3 separate regions of the Sus scrofa genome follow, and all the other regions are linked to region 2. Evidence: chromatin contacts called from public Hi-C and promoter capture Hi-C data. All regions are on one chromosome and are shown on one strand. The core of a region is the stretch at or near the end of the contact, and the rest is flanking DNA. Distances in the headings are between cores, read along the strand shown.

Region 1 (4,049 bases), core at 1,198-3,697, 190 kb after region 2:
ATCTGGGGTTCAAAAGTGACAAACAGAAAGGGCTGTGAGCGAAATCCTGCCCCGGGGTCTCTGGCTCCTGTAAACCTTTCTCTCCATCACGACACCCACTCCTGTTCCACAGATGGAATCCCCTAAAGCGCACTTCCCTGCTTGACGTCATTCTCTCCCAAAAGAATCCGTCATCAGGATTGTCACTGCCGTCGTCATCCTCGGCATCATCCCGTCATCCTCACCCAACAGCGGAAGCTGACATTTATCTCGCGCTTTCCGGTGTGCAGATCACTCTGATATACACTCTCTCATTTAATCCTTACAAGAACTCCACCTCGCAGACGAAAAACCAAACCAAACCAAAACACCAGGTTCTGAGAACGTCAGGTACTCAGGCCTGAAATCCAGCCTCGCCGAATAGAGAGAATTAAGAAACTGGACACACCCCGCTTGCAGGTTTTCTACCCTGACGTTTCCCACTTTGTTTCTCTCTCTGGACGACAGATATTTTCTGAGCATCTGTGATGTTTCAGACGTGGCCTCAGCAGATGGAATGGTGGAGAAAACACACAGCGTCCGCTTTCTGGGAACTCAGTAGAGCTTCTGGTCTAGCTTGCGAGGGGCTCTCCCTTCCGCTGCTGTTCCTGATGAACTGGAGAGAGAGGCTTTCCTCTCAATTGGTCCAAGGACAGAACGGGAACCCTGCTAGCGTCTCTCCACCTCTGCAGCAGCCCCCTCTTTAGCCGGTGTGTGTGTTTCCTCCTGACTGAGCACAAACATGTTGGATCCTGCTGTTCTTGTCCTTGTCCTGCCTCGCTAGCTACGAGATAGTGGCCTCTCCTCGCTGGCAGGAGAGGTTAAGCTGCCTGACCCTCAGATAGCCTAACTGTTCTAGGTTAACAGGCAGAAGCCCTCAGAAAATCTGTGTCACTTGCCCCTCTCCTCACTACATCCTCCTCTCTGGGACCTGAGCTACCAGAGGCTTGGTCACCCCCAGGGCTATCCCACAGCCAGGGAGTGGAGCCCCACCAAGGGGTGGAGCTCCTACTGGAAGCACCACCGTCAATGGGCTTATCATTCTGCACCAGGAGACCCACCCCTGGGTTTTGCAATATTTTTCTTTACAGATGCCTCCTGGTCAACAGGCTAACCGGCAGCGTTCCAGTTAATTACCCTGCTGTCCCTTGCTCCTTAGCTCGCCTGCACTCCTGCTCTTCCTCCAGGGCTGAGCTGCCCAGAGGGTGCTACATTCTGTAGGTACCCAGTAAACCTTTCCTTATCACTGACATTCTCTGATCCCCCTGGAGATGTCTGCAGGTGACAGCATAGCTCTCTGACTCCAGCCTGTGGGAGGCTTTCTCCCCTGTTATGAAGGTATTATCAGAAACAGGAATAAAGTATTTCTAACCACGGACTAGAACTTTGATCTGAAAGGTCATATTAATGGTAGCCAACCAGGCCTGAATTACCAGACTGCAGTAGGGCTGGCCTAGTGACCTTACACGACAATAGCAGAGGGGATGTGTGGGTGTCTTCTTTGGGGGGGCTCTCGTAGTCACAGCTCATGCTCTCTCGCTTTCTGTTTGATCCATTTATTTACTTTTGGGTGGCTTCTGAAGCTGGGAACTGGGAACAGGATGGCCCTGGACAGCTCCTGAAGGGAAGGTGACACAGGCATTTGTGTGGGTTCAGATTGTGCCTCTGTCTAGTTTTGCACCAAATACTCTGTCCTCCGCCCCCGCCATCCATGGCCTTTGCCAGTTGAGTTAACCTTGGGCACCTGAGAATTTCCATCCTAAACCTATAAACCTAATCTTCCCCCGGTGCAGGGGCGAGGAGTGGGAAGGGAGCTGCTGTCAACAGCAACAAAATGATTTCACACACGGAAAGTGGGAGGGAACCAGGCAAAGCAGAGTGTAACTTCTTGTCTGGAAAATGAACCTTGTAAAGAGACGAAACTCCACACCATAGACAGCAAGCGTGGCGGAAGGTAGGGATGATGAGAAAGGAAGGCAGGATGTGTTTCTTGTTTTAAAATGCAGGTTACTGTATTTCTGATTATGATTACAAGCTCGCTGTGGGAAATTTGGAAAATGCAAAAAGGAACTGCAGAGAAAATACCCATAATAATACAGTATGTAACATTTTGAAATGCTGTGTTTGACTTTTTTCTCAGTCCACAGATAACGCACATCAGACTCCTCTGCTGCTTTTGAACGGGTGGAATATTTTCGATTTTACAGTGGTATCTAGGTGATGACCATCTCTGCTCGCTAAATTATTTTAGAGGAACAAATTACTATTATTAGAGGAACAAATATTCCTCTAAATTATTTCGCGATGGTGCCTTTATTCATGACAGAGAATGAAAACACATCCAGAGGAGGTGAGAGTGGGCCTTTGCGGGAGGTGGACAGAGCAGGGACAACAGAAATGCCAGGCTTCGTGGAGCCCCAGGCAGGGCCTGCGTGCCCTGCGCTGCTTTCTCGCTTGGGCTTGTGCTACTGCAGTTTCAGGGACTGGTTGACCTCATGGCGTAAGAAATCATACAAAAATCTGTGTGATTCGCACTTCCATTCTTTCTTAGCCTGATGTTGTGTGGCAACTGGCCAACACCTTCATTGCCTAAAATGTTATGTAGGTATTGATAAGCTCCACATGCTGCCCAGCCCTTTTCTATCTCAGCAGGGGGCAGGCAGGAAGCTCAAATCGACATTTCCCAGGCTGGCTATACTTCGGCTTCAGGATGTGGTCTGGAGGCTGCCAGTCAGACGCACCTGTGGTAGAACAGGCTTTGGAACTGAACCAGGAGGCAGAGAGGGAGAGAAGGAGGAAGTGGGCATCCATTCTGCATTGCAAATAAGGCTCTCGTTCCATCTGCCCCCCCCCACCCCGAATCCTGTTCCCTCCCCAGCCCAGCCCTGGAGGGAACGAATGTTATCAGACTGCTCTGCAGCCTTCTCTCCTCTTTTCTGCGCATTTTCTGCATTTACGTTATACCGTCTGCTCTATTTTTGTTTTGATTCTCCAGTTTTTTATTGTGATGAAATACATTTATAAAATTTACCATCTCAGTCATTCTTAAGTGAACCATTCAGTCGTATTTCAAGTCATTCATAATATTGTTCACCCATCAGCACCATCCATCTCCAGAACTCCTTCCCTCTTCACACGCTGAAGCTCCATACCTGTTAAACATTCACTCCCCATTCCCCAATCCCTCCACTCCCTGGCAACCATGCTTCTGCCTCCTGTCTCTATGATTTGAGCTATTCTAAGTGCCTCATATAAGAGGAATCATACGGTGTTTGGTGTTTGTCTTTTTGTGGCTGACTTCTTTCACTCAGGGTAATGTGCTGAAGAGTCATCCACATTGTACCATATGTCAGAATTTCCTTCCTTCCTTTTTTCTTTTTTTTTTGGAGGGGGGCTCTGCCTGAAGTATGCGGATGCTCCAGAGCCAACCAGATCCTTAACCCACTGAGCCACCAGGGAACTCCAGAATTTCCTTCCTTTTTAAGGATGAATAATATTCCATTATATTAACATACACATTTTGCTTCTCTCTTTATCCACTGATGGACACTTGGGGTGCTTCCATGTTTTAGCTGTTACGAGTAATGCTACTATGAATACAGGTGTACAAAAGTCTTCAAGACCCTGCTTACAGGGTATCAGTGAGCTAAGATTTGTAATACTTAGCACGGTCCCTGGCCCATCATAAGTGAGGATGATTGTCGGCTCTTATTTCTCCTACTCTACCCCTCTAAGCTCATCTGTAGATGGGTTATTCTATTAAAGACCTTGTGGGATGTAGATCATTTTGTTATTACTGCAGGGTGTGTGTGCTTTTGAGAGATGTCAACACCCTTTGTGCTGTGTTTCTAAACCAGCCTTTTGAAAGAAGCCACTGTGATATGGGCTCCTATCTCGTAAGACCACTGATGCTTTTAATTTAGTATACCGAATATGTGTATGAATCCTACCAGTAAGTCTTTCCTGAAAGAACCACTTCTCTGTCTACCTGTAGATACCTACTCTTTCAAAGGTTTTGCATATAAGAAGCT
Region 2 (4,188 bases), core at 710-3,209:
AACTTGCATGAAATTTCACAAAAGAAAATCTCGGATTTTCGATTCTTAGCACCCCAGTAACCATTATACCTCCTCCTCCCACACACACACACATACACACACACACACACACACACACACACACAAATCCTCAAGGCTTCTAACGCTAACAGTAAATAAAAGAACGATTAACGACTACATTAATTAAAACCGCCGTCGTTCTGCCCGCGATTTTATGGCTAAATTATGTGTTCATTTTCCTTTACCTAACGCATGACGTCCTTCCACAGCCGTGTCAAAAGTTCAAAGATCCAGGTTGTTAAACAGGGCGAGGACTGCGGCCAGGAGTCCACCCCCGGCTGAACAGGTGGCTAACTCCGCCGGCTGGAGGAACAGCCAGGTACTGGCACCAGCCAAACAAGATCAAACACACAGGGGCGGGTTTCGAGGTTTTAACCCCAACGGGAGCGGGGGAAACTCTTCGGAGGAGCGTTCAAGTTCGGCGGCTGCCGCGCAGCCAAAGCCGAAGCGCGGCGGCCTCTCGGCGATCCTCCCGGGAGGGCTCCGCACTCGACCCCCGCGCCGCCCGCAGCGGCGCAGCTCGCCGCGGGCCGCGGGCCAGGGGGCCAGGGGGGCGGAGGGAGGGCCGAGGGAGGGCCGCCCGCGCCCCTGCGCCGCCTCCTCGGGCTGGTGGCCGGGCCGCAGCCGCGCCCCCGCGAGCGCCTCCCGGCGAGACTCGGACCCGGCAGGTGCCCCACGAGCGGACGAGTCTCGCCCGCGGCCCACTCCCGTCGGCCCAGCGCGCGCCCACAGGACGGGGTGGGCCGGGCCCCTCGACGGGCCCGAGCCCCGCTCGGCGTCCCGGCCGCTCAGATCCAGCCTAACGGTTTCCCAGGTGCCTGCTCCGGGGCGGGACGGAACCCGGACCCGGACCGGAGCCGGGACGGCGTGGTCTCCCCCGCCTTTCCCGAAGGGAGCGCCCGCGCTCTCACCTCCGAGTCCAGCCGCTCTGAGGCGGAGGAAGGCGGCTACCCCGGCGCCTCTTCTTCGGGTTCCTGATCGTTCTCGCTCTACCTCAGCAGCAGAGCCAGCTCTCGGCGCCGCCGCGGCCGCCGGCGCACTGACTGTTGGGGTGGTTTCCCGGCAGTGACGGCGCCGCCTCAGCCCCGCTCTTCGCTCCCTCTCCGCGTAGCTCCCGCTTTCTGTTTCACCCGAGGGACCACGAACGCCGCCGCCGCCATGCTTACTACGGAGCCGGGAGGAGGAGCCCGGAGTCTGCGCGCCGAGTGCGGCTGCGCGAGTCCCGCCGACGGCGCCTCCAGCCGGCCGGGTCCCCCCGGTGCCCGCCTCAGGCCGGCCGCCCCGCGGGTCTCTCCCGGGAGCGCGAGGACGCCGCGGAGCCGCGGGTGCGGGACGACCGCGTACCCCTCACTGCTGCCGCAGCGCCCACCGCGCTCCCGGGGCTCCGGGCTCTCTCCAGAGGCCCGGCAGCGCCCGGGTCGTCGTAGTCTCCGCCGCGGCCAGGCTGGGAGCGACACTGGGGAAATGAGTTAATTGATGTTCTGGGGACCACTCACACAATTCTCAGTCACAATTATAAAAAGCTCACCCTGAGGCGCGCCGGGTCAGCCTCTTTCCGAAAGCACAAAACTTAACGCCGGCAGGTGCTTTTAAAGACACTCCCCCAAGGAACAGGAAGCCAACCGAAGTGGGCTTGGATGTTTTCAATCCCAAACACTTAGAGCCCGAGATCTCCGCAGCCAGAGGAAATGTTTAGAAATTTACTTCAGTTGAAAAAGTGAGGGTTAATTTCTCGGTCTCGTCCCCACTCAAATCGCGCGGAAACCCATTACCTTCGTTTGTACAACAGCCCGAAGATTAACAAGTGAACGCAGCCGAGATTTCCTTGCACCTCCAGCAACTGGGGGCGCTGCAATAATGTCTGAGGGCTGGTCAGGGCTGCTTCCTTTTGCGGTTTCCACTTGGAGGACTTGGGATGGGGATAGGCCTTGGGATCGAGAGTCCAACTTCAGGAACTGTCCCTTCAAAAACAATTGACCGATGTAACCAGGCTCCTTGCTCTGGCTTTATTTCAGTTCATTAATTGCGCTGCCTTTAAAAACAGCAGTGCTTTTATTTTCACCTTTTCACAGAAATCCTTTTAAAATGCGCATATTCCTTATCTTAAGAAATACAATGGTTAATGAAATCCTTTGTTGATGAGTGACGGTCAAACGGTCAAACGCGATACCTTGGCCCTATGTTTAAGTCCCAAGGGATTGCGGAGGTATCGAGATCTTTACTTAGGTAATCTCTTTTTTCTCTTTGGAATGTTCTCATCACCTTTTCTAATATCTGTCGCTGCTTCTCATCTCAATTGCCTCTTGATCCACTCATAACCTTCCTCTCATCCTTTCAACTTTACTGTTTGTTTTTTACTCTTTTCTCCTTTCTTGACTGCTTTTCTCTATGGCTCTGGGTGATAATTGATCAGATGTTTATATCCACAGCCAGCCAATGAGAGATTTCTTTTCTTCCCAAGAGTAAATAGGATGGTGATTCTATATACCAAGTGGTACCTAGAGATATTTTCTTTGCTGTTCACTTTCAAAAGTTCTTTTCCTTGCAGAGGTGTTTCCTTTTCTTAACTTCCAGATCTGGCCCTCTTCCAGACAAAATTCCTGGAAAGCTGATCCCTGAGTAATTGAAGCATAACCATATACTGTTTTAAAATATGAAGATTTATCAGAATGTGGGTGAGTTGGGTGGCTTTTCCATATTGCTGCCCCAGCTCTCTTTGGTTAGAGATTAAGCTATTGGTTTCCAAACTTGACCCTGAGCTGATCATTTTCAAAATTTCTGACTTGGCTGCTTTTAATAAAGATAGAATCTTGCAATCCAGCCCTCAAGATTTTGATTCCTTTGGGGATAAGTAGGACTAAGAAATGGCATTTTTCTAAAAAAATTATATTTTGGGCTTATACATATAAGCACAACAAGAAAAAAACAGCTTTTTTGAAAGAGACTAAGACAATTCAAGAATATCATTGAAGTAGACCTAGATTAGTCAACAATGTGCAATACTGTAAGGTTGAGTCAAGCAAGAACTGGGGAATTTATGTTCTGTGGAGAGAATGAATCACACACATAAATAACCTTCACAAGGGCACCAGTATGAATTCTCTGGGAATCCAAAGAGGGACAAGAATTTACATTGACTTTGAACAAGTCACTTCTCAGAGCTTCATTTTTCTTACCAATAAAATAAGGGTTCTTTTCAATCCTTACTTTTCTTGAGCTCTTGATAATACCCAACACTTTAACCACTTATTTCCTTGAATGATTCTTCTTCCTTTGGCACTATGCCCTCTCAGTACTGCTTCTCTAATTCCCTTGCCGATTCCTTCTCCTCTCTGGCTATTAAATATAGAACTCACAATTCAGTCTAGTTTCTTTTCTGTTTTCATTGTAATCTCTTGGCCTAAACATCATCACCCACCCCAATGGCTTTAGTTATCATCTATATTTTGATGATTTCCATGTATGTGTCTCTAGCCTAGACCCTTACCCTAAATCCCAAATCTGATACCAACAACTTCATAGACATGTTCACTTAAAGTCTCAAAGTTAGAAAGTTAAGTCCAACTTAGTTCATAAACTCTCTTTGTTTTCCTTCCCCCATCTATGCAGCTGTTAAAATCAAACAGGTAGTAGTTATCCCTGATGTCTCCTTCACCCTCATTCACCATATTCATTGCAGCACCAAGTCCTAGCGATTTTGTCTTCACAAATCTCTCAAGTTGGTCCACTTCTTTCCAATAGCCATCAATTTAATTTGGTCTCACTGCATGCAATCTGAACCTTCCACGTATTCTCCATTTTGCAGCTGAAACAATCTTTCTAAGGGCAAGTAAGACTATGCCATATCTCACACACACACACACACACACACACACACACACACACACACACCAGAAAATACCCTTAAATAGTGTCTCCCTGCTCTAAGTTAAGACTAGCATTCTTAAGCTGTCCTACCAAAACATGTCAGGTCTTGCGCCTTTTCCAGTCTGATCTCTCGCCACTCTCTCCTGGTGTCCTGTGTGGAAGACTTCCTGGCCTTCTTTTATTTTCTCAAATGTGCTATGATCCCAATAGCCACAGTCTCTCTGCATATGATATTCTTCTCCTCCCTTTTAACTTGAGTAA
Region 3 (4,062 bases), core at 878-3,377, 240 kb before region 2:
GGCAGCAGCATGAGTCGCTGCTGTGGTGTGGGTTTGATCCCTGGCCCAGGAACTTCCATGCAAATAAATAAATAAATAAACAAAAGATTATTATGAATGACCTCATAAGAGCACTGGGGGAATTTAAAGATTTACAAAAAGTGTGTCTGTGGAAAATCTAAAGCAACCTTTTAGCAGAATTACTGGCAAACTGGAAACTTCAACAAGCCTATGCAGAATATAATTACTACTTTGTAAGTGGAAGAAAAAAATCTTGTGCTTAAAACAAAAGATTGAAGGAAAGTATCCAAATGTCAAAAGCGTAGTGTCAGAATGGTGAGAAGCTACAGATAATTTTTCCCTCTTTTTCCCATTTTTAAAAATGTCTGAAATACTTACCTTAGCCTAATAATATTTTCCAAACTTTGAAATCTACTAAACCAAAACGGTGAGAAACAAGCTCCATGTATAAAAGAAACCTAACTCCAAGCATGTAGGAAAATGATGAGAGTGGAGCACCTTGCTGCTCCAAGAACAGAAGAAAGAAAAGATGTACAATGTACATACTTCCAATACACTGGCTTTTATGATGAGCCTTATTTTACATTCCAAATCTGTTTTGATCATCTTTTTTGAGATCCAAAAAAGAGACTCCTTACATGAAGCAAAACCAATTAACATTCATGGATATAAGAGTAGATGCTAAGAGGTATACCAAGTGAAATGAGACATGGTCTCTCTCTTCATCAATTTAGTTTGGTGGAAGAGGGTAAAAAACCACCAAGATGAAACACCAACCATATTCAATTGAGTGATAAATTATGTGGTATAGACAGCAATCTATTTAGCCAAACCAACATAAAAATGCTATCAATATCTGATGAACAGGGCAGTCTGAGAGGGTAATTATTCCATTTTTAGACTGGAAACAGAAGCTATCACAGCTATGAACCACAGGTATCATACTAAACCACAGAGGTATTTTGCAAATTTGAAGGCTTGTTGAGTTTGTTTTTAAGTATAACAGAAACTGGAGCAATAAAATCAAATTCTAGACCGTTGCTTTTCTAAGAAGAAAAAATTACCTAAGGAAACAAATTGTACCTGAGATTTTTGTCTTTGGGTTTCGACTACTGGGAAGAGCTCCATCCAGAGACTGAGCAGAGTGAAAAGGTTGACTTTAGAAAGCCTTGGTATTTCACCTACAAAAGAAAGGGCAAACATCTTAAAGATTTACCAACGATGAAAATAAGAACTAAGCTCAATGCTACTTGGGTGCTGAAGTCCTAGTTCAGCTGTTTTAACAGGAGGCAGAGAAAAAGGATTTGTGTACTGGAAAATCAAAGTGCTTTCTTAGCAGGAGACTGGTATCAACCGCCTTGCCAGCAATCTCCTGTGGCGCTTTCAAAAGTTGGACCCTGTCACCCGGCAGAAAAAAAAAAATAGTATAACTCATCAAGGTAGCTATGGAAACAATCCAAAAGAAGTTATGAAAATTCCTAGCATCTGATGTCATCGTGGAGCAAGTTTTACTTTGGATTGTGATGAGACGTTGCAACAAGGGCCGCAGTTAGAACACAGAACTAAAAATACGGTGACCTTTGAAGGTAAAGCAGTTGAAATACAGGAAAGTGTCCCGTGCGGTTAATTTTGATACCAAGTCAAAAACAAGGTTGGGGGAATTTTCAGGCTCGTCGATCCCCGTAGATCCCACCTCCAGATCCTGGAGGAAGAGTAAAGGGGGGCAGTGAGCGCAACTTCAAAATCCTGTGCAGCGGGGCCAAGGAATCCCGGTGACTGAGAGAGAGACGCGCCCAGGGCGGAGATAGGACACACTGGAATAGAAGGGCAAGCGGGGACTGGAAGTGAAACCGCGGGAGACGCACAGAGGAGAGCGAAAGGCTGGGGGGCGGGAACAAGGTTCGAGGCACTCACCGGTCATGCTGCCAGTCTGGGTGCTGACTGACCGCCCAGCCTCCGCGCTCTCCAGATTTTGCATCTGCCCTGCTTCTTTCATCCCCAGCCTAGCTGTCTCTGCTGTCCAGGAAACCTCTCGCTATTCGGCATGATCTTTGCCCCAGCTACTCCACCTCTCGTCCCCTCCCAGCAACTGTACAGCAACCGCCACCCCGGCGCAGCCCAATGACGTAGGAGCCCGGCCGCCATTTCCGGGCGCCTTGTGTGACGTCACGAGGAAGCGTGGCCGCCGTGGCGCCGCGCCGCTCCTTTCCCGGCGACCGGGTAGATAGGAGACGCTGTGCAGTAAGTCGTTGCAGGCTTGTATTTGACTCTGTTGTTTTGCTGAAGTATGGTTGCTTGAGGATGTCTTGGCTCGAAGTCCCAGGTTGCGCAGGCTCTGACAGGCTGATGAGGGCAGCGCGCGCCTGAGAGTTTGGGTCAGAGAGCGAAGGAGAATTGAAATGGGAACCTGCCCCATCTGTGGTCTGAGAGAATTTGAGGGCGAAGAGGGGTGAGCTGGGCGGTCCAGATTGCTATCCTCTGAGAGCGACCTGTCCTAGGGAATTTAGTGCCGGGGACCACCATAGGGACGCTGTGCTTCTTATTAAACACATGAGGAACTGAGAGTTGGAACCGTAATTGTGGGGAATTGCACAATACGGGGGTAGGAGGAAGTGGCCCCTGGAAAATCTGAGAAGAACGTGGCATTGTGGATTTGTGTCCAGTGCAATTTCTTTTTATTATTTTGTAATTGTCCTAGACGGGACTCAAAATGAAGCCCTTCCTTCCCCTAGTGACTCAGAGCCTGGTTTCCATCACCAACTTGTGCTGTTATCACAACTTGGTATACTTAAATATAGCAAGACAGAAAAACTGCTCAAAGACTATGAAAGCAAAAGCCAACGTTAAAAAGTACATCATCTTGTGGTAGACTCAAGAGAGAATCTAAAGTGTTGATGAGTATGATTATGGTTCATTAATTTTCACTATAATAGTATTCATTGTAGCTATAGATCACCATTTACTTATCCATATTTGAGTCAGAAGACATTTGCACTCTCTCCATCTTTTTGCTGTTACAGACAATGCTGATTAAAACATTTTTGTTGTCGTGGGAGCGGCCCAAGAAATAGCAAAAAGACAAAAAAAAAAAACCCAAAAAAACAAAAAAACCAAAAACATTTTTGTTATGTCTCCTTATGTTCATGTAGAAGAGTTTCTTTAGGGACTAAGGAATAGGATTCTTGGGTTGTCAGGTTTCCCAGCTAAAGCTGAAAAGTTTTCCAGAGAGATTGTTTGCCTACCTGGCTGGCATAAAATGGTTTCTCATGGCTATAATGTCCCCTGATTTCTTCTTGGGTTGATTGTTTCCTCTCTATGAAATACCCATTAACCATTTCTCTATTTTGGTAGTTCTATTTCTTACTCATTTTGTAAGCATTTCTTTCTTTCTTTCTTTTTTTTTTTTTTTTTTTTTTCGGTTGTCCCAGGGCCAGGGACCAGATCCAAGCCACAGTTGTGACCTACATGGTGGCAGCGCTGGGACCTTTAACCCACTGCACCCATTGGATATCGAACCTGTGTCCTAGCTCTACAGAGACACCGCCCACCCTATTTCATCACAGCGGGAACTCCCATAAGCATTCTTTATACATCCTGGGTAGTCCTTCTTGGTTGGGTATGTATGTAGTTAATATCTTCTCCCCATTTGTCACTTGCTTTTTCACTTTTTTTCCTTGGCTTTTTTAGGGCCAAGGAGGCACATGGAGGTTCCCAGACTAGGGGTCAGATCAGAGCTGTAGACTGGCAGCTGTAGCTCTGATTTGACCCCCAGCCTGGGAACTCTTATATGCTGCAGGTGTGGCCCTAAAAAGTTAAAAAAAAAAAAAAAAAGATATCTTTTCTATTTCCTCTAAAAGCCACAAATTTTTCCTTTTATATTTATACCCTCATTCATCTAGAACTTATTTTTGTGTATGATGTGAGGTAGGAATCTGATTTTTTTTTCCACTTGCATAATTAGTTGTCCAGCACTATTTCCTCATTGATCTGCAATGTCACCTCTGTCATGTATCAAATTTCCATATACACATGAGACTGTTTATGGGCTGTATACTGTGTATC

Evidence for each region. Promoter capture Hi-C pulls out the DNA fragments that hold promoters and counts their contacts. A called contact is a pair of places that touch in the nucleus more often than the background predicts.
Region 1: a contact with region 2 is called in a Hi-C map of embryonic fibroblasts, with 4 times the contacts expected there. The contact joins the enhancer-like site here to the promoter of FNDC3A in region 2. A contact is called at or near these places in 17 of 47 Hi-C or Micro-C datasets (adipocytes, alveolar macrophages, brain and 11 more) and 2 of 2 datasets of contacts at active chromatin or transcription factors (alveolar macrophages and skeletal muscle).
Region 3: a promoter capture Hi-C map of liver shows a contact between it and region 2, with 4 times the contacts expected there. The contact joins the promoter of CDADC1 here to the promoter of FNDC3A in region 2. A contact is called at or near these places in 2 of 5 promoter capture datasets (fetal liver and liver), 2 of 47 Hi-C or Micro-C datasets (heart right ventricle and liver) and 2 of 2 datasets of contacts at active chromatin or transcription factors (alveolar macrophages and skeletal muscle).

Annotation. Positions count from the first base shown.
Region 1 is chr11:18,942,579-18,946,627 of Sscrofa11.1, forward strand. No RefSeq gene overlaps it. Among named protein-coding and RNA genes, the nearest start is that of CYSLTR2, 66 kb to the right of the region's middle. Within about 2 kb of position 2,448, at least 8 of the 83 cell types and tissues checked have an H3K27ac peak or open chromatin away from gene starts, as enhancers often do. A contact at or near this core is called in alveolar macrophages and embryonic fibroblasts, where this site is marked.
Region 2 is chr11:18,755,783-18,759,970 of Sscrofa11.1, forward strand. FNDC3A (fibronectin type-III domain-containing protein 3A) reads right to left here and starts at 1,960. Exons shown (of 26, transcript XM_021065328.1): 1 at 1,833-1,960.
Region 3 is chr11:18,516,010-18,520,071 of Sscrofa11.1, forward strand. It overlaps CDADC1 (cytidine and dCMP deaminase domain-containing protein 1), which reads right to left and starts at 2,128. Exons shown (of 10, transcript XM_003357836.4): 1 at 1,915-2,128; 2 at 1,084-1,181. The coding sequence starts at 1,996.